Regions from separate parts of the Arachis hypogaea genome. Here region 1 is linked to region 2. Evidence: chromatin contacts called from public Hi-C data. All regions are on one chromosome and are shown on one strand. Each heading gives the region's core, a stretch centred on a gene start, on an enhancer-like site or on the middle of the called end of the contact. The rest is flanking DNA. Distances are from core to core; before and after follow the strand shown.

Region 1 (5,797 bases), core at 686-3,185, 280 kb before region 2:
AATTAATTTTATGTGAAGTTTATAGTTGAGAATTATGAATTAATTTGACAGGTTTGATTAAATTATCATTTAATAACTCTTAACTATTAACTTTACATGAAGTTAACTGCATCTGAATTTCTATCTAAAAGGGGTAATATCAAGATTCTGAAAACCGAACCGTTTTAGTTGCTGGTTCACTAGTTCATTGGTTCAACCGGTTCAACCATAGTTCAACCGGAAAAACCGTTTTATAATAAACGCCTGATTCTATAAAAATTCAATGAATAAAGCAACTGGATCTAAACACTCTTCTACTGCGTTTTTTTACTTCAAAAGGGGATCATAAACAACTAGTTCTATGAATAAACAAACTACAATGATATGCAATGCCAAAAATAGGCCAATGAAATAATAAAGGGTTTCTCTCTTCAATTCTATGTTCAAGCTTGTAGCAGACCAGAATCAACAGAATAATACCGTTGAAATAATCTTTCTTCTTAATTCTTATATACCTCAAAAAATTTCCTGCAAAATGAAAATTGAACACAATACACAGCTTTAAAACAAAAACAAAACAACACTCAGAAATCAATCACCTCTTCCAAACACAGCCTTAAAACAAAACAAAACAACATTCAGAGTATGAGCATTGATCACAAAAAATTGATTTCTGAAACAAGACAAAAACAGCAGAACAACATTCAGAGTTTGAGCATTGATCACAAAATATTGATTTATGAAACAAAACAAAAACAGAAGAACAACATTCAGAATTTGAGCATTGATAACAAAAAATTGATTTCTGAAACAAAACACACACACAACAAAACCAGCAGAACAGCATTTAGAGTTTGAGCATTGATCACAAAAAATTGATTTCTGAAACAAAACAAACAATCAACAAAACAATGAAAACAGTTTTTTTTCCCTTCAGAAGAAGAAAACAATGAAAACATGAAGCATACAATAAATCAATCATCACCAATATCCAGCAAGAATCTCAAAGACAACAATAAATACACAACAACAATTTAGCAAATAAACAAGAACAAGACCTAAATAGAAAATCCAACAAATTAAATCGTAGAAACCTAACAATTAGCAAATTAACAAGTTCACACTAACAGTTAAAATTTACCCGAAGAACACTAATGCAAGTGGAATCATCATGCTAATATGTTTTCTACAAAGATGCTATTTGTGCAGCTAAAATTTCCTAATTACTAAGATCCAATTATTCTAATTTCACATGCAATCAACTTACTAAGTTTCTAAAAGCTAGAAATGATAAACCAACCCGAAATATGGTTAAAGCATTTCATCAAACGTGTTGAGTGCGGTAAACTTAAAACGAAATAAGAGAATTCAAAGCTTAATATCAATGTGATAGAGAAGAAGTTGCAGAGTTTGAAGCAGAGTATTGGTGTTGTGTGACTGGATTGTCTGGTGGCGGGTTTAGGGAACTCACGGCGGCGACAAAAGAGAGCAGTTCGACGGCTAGGTGGAGTGCGCGGGTTGGGCAGAGTTTGAAGCAGAGCAACGTGGCTTCCAGACGAACGCGAATGCGAACCCGAACGGTGAACGGTGAACGGCGAGTGAACGCGAACGGTGAACGCCGAGCAAACTTGAACGGCGAAGAACGCGAACGAAGACGCGAACGTGAATGGCAAACAAACGGCGGCGGAAGCGCGGCTGGGCAGACAAAGACGACGGACGCCGAGCTCGAGGAAGCAGCTGCGATCGGTGACAGTGAACAGGGATTGAAGATTTGGAGCACGAGGGAAGCTAGATAGAAAGACGGACGGCGGCAGTATGCCACTCCTTGCGGCGGTGTAGGCTTACAGTGCTAGGGTTTTTTGGCCGAGTTTCTGCGAATGAAAGAAAGGGAGGGAGAAAGGGAGAAAGAAACGAAGGAGCTTCAGAACCAAGAGTGAAGTAAGCTAAATTTTCCAAAAAAAACGACGCCCTTTCTTTAAAACCGGTCAGTTCACGGTCCGATTCAACCGGCCGGATCGATAATTCTTCTCCGGTTTTTTGAGAGACCGTTTCAGGAGGCAACCGGACCATAAATAGAGACAATTAAAATTTTAGAGACTAAATTAAAATTCACATACAAATTCAGGATCACACAATAGTCATTTTCATATCATATCCTATACAATTCTTCTAAAAAATAGTCTGCAATTAATGGAGTTCATCGCTGTCATGATGCCACTATTTATGCATCCTCACCAATCATTGCCTCCTCCATGTCATGCAACGATTCATACATATATGATTAGCTTAACTGATATATCTTTTTACGTGAGACTTTGTCTTTTTCATTTGTCGATACATATTTGGTTTTTTCCTTCGGATGAAATGTCATGTTTGGTCCCTGAATTTTCAATCGTACTTCAATTATACTCTTGACTTTAAAAAATTACCAAATAAGTTTCTAAAATTACACAATGTTATTCTTCGTTAGTCCTTCAGTAAATTGACATTAATGAGACACTAATGTGGGATGTTAACTGCCATGCTGGCTGCCTAATAGGTAGTGTGACGTAGACACTACAACATGTAAAAATGGTTTTCTAAATTAATTGTTTGTGCTCAAATTAATCCCATCATGAAATTTAAAACCTTAAATCCCTAAATTTGAGATCATCTTCGTTCTTTTCTTCTCTTTGTCTAAGAGATCTCGAATCTGAAAATCATCTTCGCATAGTTGTTGAATAATGATGGATGGTGGAGATACAAGTCAAAGAAGCTCAGATAGAAACTACTCAAGTGGGAGGAAAGGCATTCGACCCAAAATCGCTGCCAAGAATGTAGTATTTTGCAACTACGGTTTGCAAGCAATAATCAAGTTTTTTAAAACACCAGAAAATCCAAAAAGACCATGTCATGGGTATCATAATTATGAGGTTAGTAGTTTGTCCAAGAAATTTCATGTTTCATACATTGAGGAAAGCCGATTTTAGCATTTATTTCTTCTCTTTGCAGTTTGGAAGCCATTGTAATTTTTTTCGTTGGACTGATGGATAAGATGAACAACAAAATGTTGGTCAATTTCAACAAAAAGTGGTGAATGAGTTTAAGTGGAGGCTAAAAAATTTGAAGAATGATATTAGGTCACTAAAGATGATGATGATGGTTATAGTGTTTTTGCAGTGACTATCACTATTGGTCTAGTTGCTTGTTTGGTTAGCTTTTTAGTAAACAAACAATAGATAATAGAACTTTAGGATCCCGAATTTTGTTATGTATCAGCTAATATAAGATACTGTGTTATGCAATCATGAAATTGAAATGCAATATTGAAACAAGAACTTTCATTCATTTTGAGTATGTGTATTTCTTAGCACCAAACATAATTTTGCCACATACATTATTAACAACATTAACATGATAAAAGATAGATATATCCAAACCTAGTAATCCCAAATTCAGATTTCAAACAGTAATTATATAACATAACATAAATGTTATATGTGCTAAAGCACACAACATAAAGATAAACATCAAAATATAGTATTCAAACAAGACACTTAAATAGAAGAGTTCCAACTAGCTAGGCAATACCAATGACAAAACAAGGACAGATCAATTTACAATAACATGGTTAACCCAAAAAAATCTCCAATGCCTAGTTTGGTCTAACTTCTATAACTTTAAACATCATGTGTTCTTTTGAGGTGACTTAAACCCAAGAGTTGGTACAAACTTCATCGGTCTTGCCATTTTTTAGTAGTTGCAGCACTTGCTCTTTGAATTGTCTCCACTAAAACTAAACTTGGTGGTGGAGCATCCGATGCAGCATCCTCATTGCGCTTTAACAATTAGCAATTTGTTCCTTCTACGAAGTTGCCACTTTGGCTGGTCATTCATTGTACGGAACTATGTTTCCACAAAACCAAATTTTATCAATATACATAATACAAGTCAAACTAGTTATAATTTAGATTTTTAGATTAGTAGAGGTTACCTCTTTATTAGTTTGATCCTAAGAGAAGTCTTATGACTAAGTGACATTTTGGGAGAGTTCAACCTCATCAGGCCCTTCTTGGTTGCCTAAATCATTGCCTTGGTTTTTCTCAGGTGCAGCACTTTTTTAATCACCAGTAGCATTATCTTCCTGTTGAGTAGTTGCTGCTGCTTCTTCTACCTTCAGCCTCTTTATTAGAGCATAGCTTCTTGTGGTGTGACCAACATCCTCACAAGTTCCACATATAAATTTACCATATGTCCTCTTTAGTTTGGTTGCTTTCTTCTCTTGGCTTTCTCCAAAGGTGCCTTCACTTGAATTTTTCTCCTTTTATAAATTTTAGGTCTTCCAAGTGATTTTCTTGTTAAGGGAGGCAAGCAGGGTGTCCCTTCTGCCATCTCCCACATATCTTCACCCCTTAATGGGTTGATGTGATATTCATAGGTCTTATTGTAGGAACCCGTGGTGACTCATTCATGGACATAATTCTCTTGTCTTCTGTTCATGGCTGCAATGGCTGCTATAGCATGGCAACAAGGTACCCTATAAAAAAAATCAGTAACTTAGTTAATAGATAATTAGTTATTAAACAAGTAATAGATCTTTAGGTTTAGAATACTCATGTTATACTTGAGAGATGCCACCCTTTGCATGTAAATCCCGTAAAATTAATGAATAATTAGTCAATAAATTAATTTTTAATAAAATAAATTAGAAACGTAAATTGTATAGTTTAATAAGATAGAGCTAATTAAAATAAGAATTTTGACACTAATTTTAAAGAATTTGGCCCAAAATTGGACTGAACGGATCAAACTGGTCGAACCGGACCCAAATCGAACCCATGAACCCAACCAACCCATCAAATTAAATGAGCTTCAACTTATTCTCCTTCCCTTGCATGCAAAGAACGCAGAATGCTCAGCCAAGTGGGAAGAACATTCCCAACTTTCACAAACCCTTGGATTTCATTCAAATCCCCATATCTTCTCACTCTGAGCTCCGATCGCTGCACCGTTTTTGGCCACGCGTTCGCAGTGACGAGCTCTACAAATCTCAATACGTTATAAGGTGAGGAAATCACATTCCTAGTTCCTATTCTCTCTTCTTTAGTTTGAAAATATCATGGTTTTAGGGTATTGAGATTTTGGTTAATTTGATATTTTAGGATCAAATTGACTTGAGAAATTAGCAGGCTTTTGCTAAATTGAGGTACATACAAGGTAAGGATCATCAACCCTAGTCAATTTCTTGTTTATGTGTGTTTGGGTATTGAAATTTGGTATATAAATATGGTAATGTGAATTAGGTGATATATGTATAAGAATTGGAGCATATTTGTGGAAATTGGAGGCTTGAAATTGGTATTGGTTGCAAGATTTTGGGTGTTGGAGGCTTGTGAGCTTGCTTAATTGTGTTGCCTGGGGTTATACGAGAAAATCGGCTAACGTATGGTTTTAGTTTCTCATATATAATATGTATGGTGTCGTGAAAACTTAGGCTAGACGACATAGGATAAGTTGAATTGTATGTTTGATGCATGTTTAGTGACTTTGGTTAATACAATGTGTGTTGAGTATTGGTTGTGGATAATAGGGTGTTGGCTAATGATATGAATGCGGTGGATAGCTAATGAGATGATGAATTGAATGAATGATAGTAATATAATAATGTTTGAATATGAGATTTTGTTGATTATTGATGTTGAGCTTGATGGATTTGTATGTGATTATTTAGAAATTGAGGTATGGTTAGTAGTGGTAAGATGTGGGACTGTGTTGCTGTGATTTTGGTATGTTCTGGTGTAGGGTATTGTTGAGTGGATATGGTTAGTGAATTATATTT
Region 2 (5,972 bases), core at 1,930-4,429:
TCACTAAGGCTGTGTTTGTTTGCAGAGACCGAGATTAAAACTGGGAGACTGGACTCAATATCATATTTGGTAGCCGAACACCGGAACTAAAATTTCATCGTAGGACACAAAATTTCAGTCCCTTCAGTAGCTCCAGAAACTAGGGACATAGAGAACTGAAATTTTTGGGGATGGGAACTAAAACTTTAATAACACCTTTTTTAAAAAAAATACTCATTTAATTTTTTAAATCCTAATTCTAGTATTCTACCCATTTTTGAAAACAAATTAGGACTTCTCTCTCCATATATATTTTAAGCCAAATAGGATACTAAAACATAACTCAGTCTTATACACTTTAAACCAAACACAATACAGAAACTTAAGTCTCTGTCTCTCAGTTTATGTCTCCCCGTCTCTGTCTCAGTCTCTCTTTCAAATGCAGCCCGAGTGATTTAGTGACTTTATCATTGAGCAGAACAAATGGAAATTCAAGTAGTGGTAGGAAACATAGCTTTCAAGGTTTGTTATGTGATTTTCTTGATGGGAATTATGCTTATCGATAACATAGCATCATGACCAGTTACAAAAGACTTTCTCCCTGATGCTCTGAGTTTGGGTTCAAGATTAATTATCAAATGAGAATAAAGGAAGCCCCAAGATTTATGCCCAGAAAGTTAGAGCTAAACTGAAAGACTAATGATATGCGGTCTATTGAAGGAGTTCTATTGGGGATATGTAGAAAAGAAAATTCATGTGCTTGTGAGTTGTGATAGTTGGTTGCTATTAAGAAATCTCATAGTAAAGTTTGATAAATTCATTCCACTTTAGAAATATGTTTTTCAGTAAATTTAGGATTTGGAGAAAGTTTCATATGCCTTTCACTTTATTTCTTTCACTCAACAGTTGTCACTGATCAATTATATAGTTCACTGACGATACAAACTTCAATTATCAAGAAATGCACAAGAAGCATATTTAAAATACCATATTAATTGGAAAATATTTTAAATTTTAGCATAAAAGAACTACTCTTCTATAGCTACACATGATTCAAGAAAGTACAGAGAACAAATCCTACCAACATCATAAACATGTTATGCATACACGTGTCTTCTTTTGAACCCATCCATAATATCTTTTAATTCATGTAAAATCCTGCTTAGCTTAGATATGCATTCTTGAACTCCAAGAATATCACGCAGCGTAGAATCCCACCAGTGCTTAATATTCTGCCTATATTGCCATTAGTTGCCATAGAAACTAGAAATGTGTATCATATAGAGGACTCAAGAATCAATTTGAAGGATTGCGCAAATGAAATTGAAACAGTTTAAACTTCAAGGGTAAAATTAAAACTTTAACAAAGGTTAAGAAGAAGAAGGAGCGATTCATCAATCAGAAGAAGAAAATACAATGAACACAGAAAAGAAAAAAAGATAAAACATTTATCGAACAAAATGATAAAAGTTGGAAGACGAACCAAGAGCGGAGGAAGAGGACCACCTCCGGCAATGCTGTGGCCGGAATCCGTTAGTGCTTCCTCAAGCAAAAGCTAGAAAGCAGAGAGAACAAGAGTGAGAGAGAATCAAGGTTGTGAGAACCGAACCCGTCAATGAACCGGTGAAGTGACTGGTTTAATGGTTTAGTAGTTCAACAGGAGTTCAACGGGTTTAATTAAATATAAAATAAAATTATTAAAAATTTTATATAATTTCAAATATTTAAATTCAATGAATTGTAAACTAATAAAATTCAAAATTTCACAATTTTACATAATAAATTATCTATAATTTATCATTAGAAGTTCACAAACAACTTCAAACATCAAAGTTTATAATTAAAAAAAATCAAAATGCACATATATGCTCCTGATCACAAATCATAATCATCATAAAGTAAACTAACACAGTGTTCAATATTAGCTAAGATCAATTATTTGGTATTCTTCAGACTAATTAAGGCATTACCATATAAAGTACACTATTAAGGAAACTAACATTAAGTCATATATGCTACTAAGCAAACTTAACACTGGTTCATATAACTTAGAATGCCACATCCCCAAGAAATTAACAGAGTGAAATTTCAGGGCTTTTCAACAATTTTCTGGTTGGCTTTAGATGAGGCTATGTATTTTGCAACATTGGCGCAGCAAACAAGCTTATCAGTTTTCTCATCCGGGATTTCAACTGAAAACTCTTCTTCCCGCATCAATCAGAGCCGGATCCAATTGAAGAGCACAAGTATCTCAATTACATATGGACACACTCATTCCAAGCAAAGCACCATCAACAAGTCAGAATCAGAAAATTCAGTAACCAACTCAGAAATCAGAATCAATATAACAAAACTTAACAATGCAGTGAAGCACATAAAGGATAACACTTATCCGCCACCAGAAGAAACAACAATAACAAACAAGTTTTTAAGTTTAACTAATTTTACTCACGAACAAGCCAACAACTAATAAATTAACTCAGAATTAGAACAATAGCACAAAAATAACTCAGAAAATTATCAATAATTAACAAAATAACAACAATCCAGCCCTGTTAATAACAATGAACAACGAAGAAAATTAACTCTGAAAACAACAATTAACCTAGAAAGACAGCAATTAACTCCCAAAAATGAAACTGAAGAAGCAGTGGAGGGATGGAGGCTTACAAACTCAGAAATTCAGTAACTCAAAATAAGCCAAAATTAACAAACTCAATCAGAAATCGGAAAACCAAACAAAATACAAAACAAGCAAAAATAAATTGAAGCAGCAGTGCTTACTGGCGGTGAAGGAGGAAGGCAAGTGACAGCGATGGAGGAATGGGAAGTGACGGCAACGGAGAAGGGGAAGTGAGCTCGGACAGAGAGCAACAGAATGCTCGAGGAGGGATGCTGGCCTCAGACACACAGAGAGAGAGCGCTCGAAAAGACGATGACTGACCAATCAACCTTCGCGACGGCGACGCCACCGGATAACGCGTCCTCGTGCGACGGCGACGAGAAGAGGAGCGATGAGAACTACGAAGAGTTCTGCGATGAGAAGAGTGAGACGGCACCCACGCTTTGTCCCGCCAGCACCCTATACTGGAGGAGAAGAGTTCGGCGATGAGGGACGGTGACGGTGGCTGGCTGGGCTTAGGATTAGGTTTCAGAGAGTGAGAGAAAGGGGATGGGTATTTCTTCGTTCTTCTTCCGTCGTTTTCCATTGATGCACCGAACCGGAGACCATGAAAAAACCCGGCCGATCCCGACGGTCAGTTCTCTGACCGGTTTTTACAAGGCGCTTTTATACCTTAATCAAATTGGTTAAGTGACCAATTTTTAATTAGTCCGATCGAACCGGTTGGTCTGACTCGGTTTCCAAGACATTAGAGAGAATAGCGTTCTTATCTATGAAGTACGGACACTTTGCTGTGTTATCGTGTCTGTGTGTCGGACACATTTCAAATAAAAAATTCTTTCTCGGACACACTTAGACATGTCTAAATACCATCACATATCAGCGTGTCTAACCTTATTCTTAACATGTCTTCTTGAAATGAGTTTAGAAATAATATTTATTATTATTTATTAAAATAAAAAATATTTTTAATATTTTTAATAATTGAAAAAGATATTTAAAATAATTAAAAAATTATTTTATATTTTAATATCAAAATATCATTATAATTTATCTAAAAAATACTTTATATTTTATATATATGTCGTGTCTCCGTGACTTATAAAATTTTAAAATTCATGTTTTCGCGCGTGTCCGTAACAGTGCTCGTGCATCATAGGTACAAAAGCAATTTGGCATCCCAATTTTCTTGCAACCATAGATCTGTGTTCCTAAGTTGGACTGGGCCAAATCGAGTAGATTTGGACCCGGTCCTAAAAGCTACTAGATCTATTTTGACTCGATATGAAAGTGATCCGAAATAAATCAAGTTAAATCGAAATCTACCCGATATTAAATTAGTATATAAATTTATAAATTTCATATAATAAAGTAATAAAATTTATTTTTAAAATTAAATTTAAAATAAATTATTTTAAAAAAATAATACCGTATAATATAAAAAGTATAAATTAAAATATAAAAGTATAATATGACATTACTATCTTAATATCTTTACTCTAAAATATATTTTTATTGTAAAAAATAACTTCAGACCAGGCGACTCAAAACATAATTCCGAACCCGACCCGAAAATAACATTAAGTATGAACAGCAAAATATGCCTTAGATCTGGGTCGGATTTTGGACTAACCCGGGTCTTGAACACCCCTACATAGAAGTTTAATCGCTTTGTTGCCCAATTAATACATGAAAAGCTATTTGTGAAAATAATATTCCGCTAGGTAGACAACAGGAATTGTAAACAACGTGAATAATGAGATACATCCTACACCCACTAAACACGAAAATAACATCCAATGTAATTACCCCATCGTGTTTCCAATTTCACTTTTCTATTTTACCTTCTTTCCTAACCTAAACCCTATTTTAACTTGCCCCTAATATCAATCCAATTTTTTCACCGCCACCTTCCCTATAGCCAAAAACGAAGCTTCTCAATGCTGCTATCATCCGTTGTCACTAGCCCGCCGAGGAGAATCCCAGTTCTCCTATTGCTCGGTCGCCGCACCATTGCTAATGTGTCACCTCCGTGTAGTCGTGTCTTCTCTCCATCCTTTGTGTACCGCTGCTCTGCCCATTTCGAAGCCCTACCGCTACTCCAACGATGCACCTCTACCCTTACTTCCACGCCACTACGTCGTGTCTTCGCCACTTCCATTGCATGCCGCTTTGCTTTGTTCACCAAAATGGTATGCTTCAAATAAACATCTATATCTTAGTGAAAAGAACCATCCGTATACATAGTAAAATGAACATCCACCTTAGTTGATAAGAAATAACTAACAAGTTGACCAAAATGCCATCCGTGCTCCATGTCTAAATGGTGTAACGCAAACCCAACTTGAATTCAAGCAAAATTAAATTAAATCTAATCCAAACCACATAACAAAAGAAACCTGCAGAGCATGTGTATGCAGAATCAAATAAATCAAGAAAAATATCAATGGTATACTCAAATAAACATCCACTTTAGAATGAAAAGAACCATCCGCATACATAGTAAAATGAAAGGTTAAGTACAATTTTGGTCCCTAAAGTAGGAGCTGAAAATTTTTTTCGTTCCCAGCCTTTTTTGCCTATAAAATAGTCTCGAAGGTTTAACTTAGTTTTAAAATCTTCTTTTTTATCAAATTTTTTATTTTTATTCCGAAAATACCCCTAACTTAAAAAAATAAAAATAATAAAAAGAAAAAGAAAACGGGTTAATGGGGAAGGGTATCACGCTTTGGGGGGTGGGTTTGGGTTCAGGAAGAAGAGGGGGAAGGGAAGGGGAAGGGCCACCTCCGCTGCCCCTTGCCGCCACCACTCCTGCACCTCATCATTCGGTCCTCGCCTCGCTGTTGCCTTCGTCTCACCACAACCCACCCTCACCTCGCCGTGACGCGTTTGGCCCGCGCCCTCGTGTTCCTCACGTCCTCCAGCAACGTCCTCTAGAGAAATTTTTGGTAATTATATTTATGGATTTTTGGTTCTTGTAATTGAAGATGAATTTGGAGATTTTTTATTATTGTAATTGCATCTGAGTTTTGTTAATGAAAAAGGAAGAATTTTAGTTCTGAGTTTTGTTAATGTTTCTTAGTTTCGATGAAGATGAGGATGATTTTCTTATTTTTCTGAGTTCTGAGTTCTGCTTTCTGAGTTTTGATGATAATGATGATGATTTTCTGAATTCTGGGTAGGGTGATGCAGATAGTGATAGAGTGGTAGTGGGTGGGAGGTGGTGGTTTTCTGAGTTCTGGGGGTGATGCAAGTTCTGGCGGGTGATGCAGATGCAGATGATGATGTTTTGAGTTCTCGTGGACGGACGGGCACCTTGCGACGGCTCTCCTTCCGGTGGCGGAGGAGATCTGTGTAGGTGGGTCGGCGG

The links. Hi-C and Micro-C count contacts between places; a contact is called where the count stands out from the background.
Region 1: a Hi-C map of leaf shows a contact between it and region 2, with 2.9 times the contacts expected there. The contact joins the promoter of LOC112798307 here to the promoter of LOC112798246 in region 2. A contact is called at or near these places in 2 of 8 Hi-C or Micro-C datasets (both in leaf).

The regions. Positions count from the first base shown.
Region 1 is chr1:13,987,283-13,993,079 of arahy.Tifrunner.gnm2.J5K5, reverse strand. It overlaps LOC112798307 (protein REBELOTE), which reads right to left and starts at 1,935. Exons shown (of 14, transcript XM_025841603.3): 1 at 1,451-1,935.
Region 2 is chr1:13,710,585-13,716,556 of arahy.Tifrunner.gnm2.J5K5, reverse strand. It overlaps LOC112798246 (ankyrin repeat domain-containing protein EMB506, chloroplastic), which reads right to left and starts at 3,179. Exons shown (of 8, transcript XM_025841501.3): 1 at 2,764-3,179.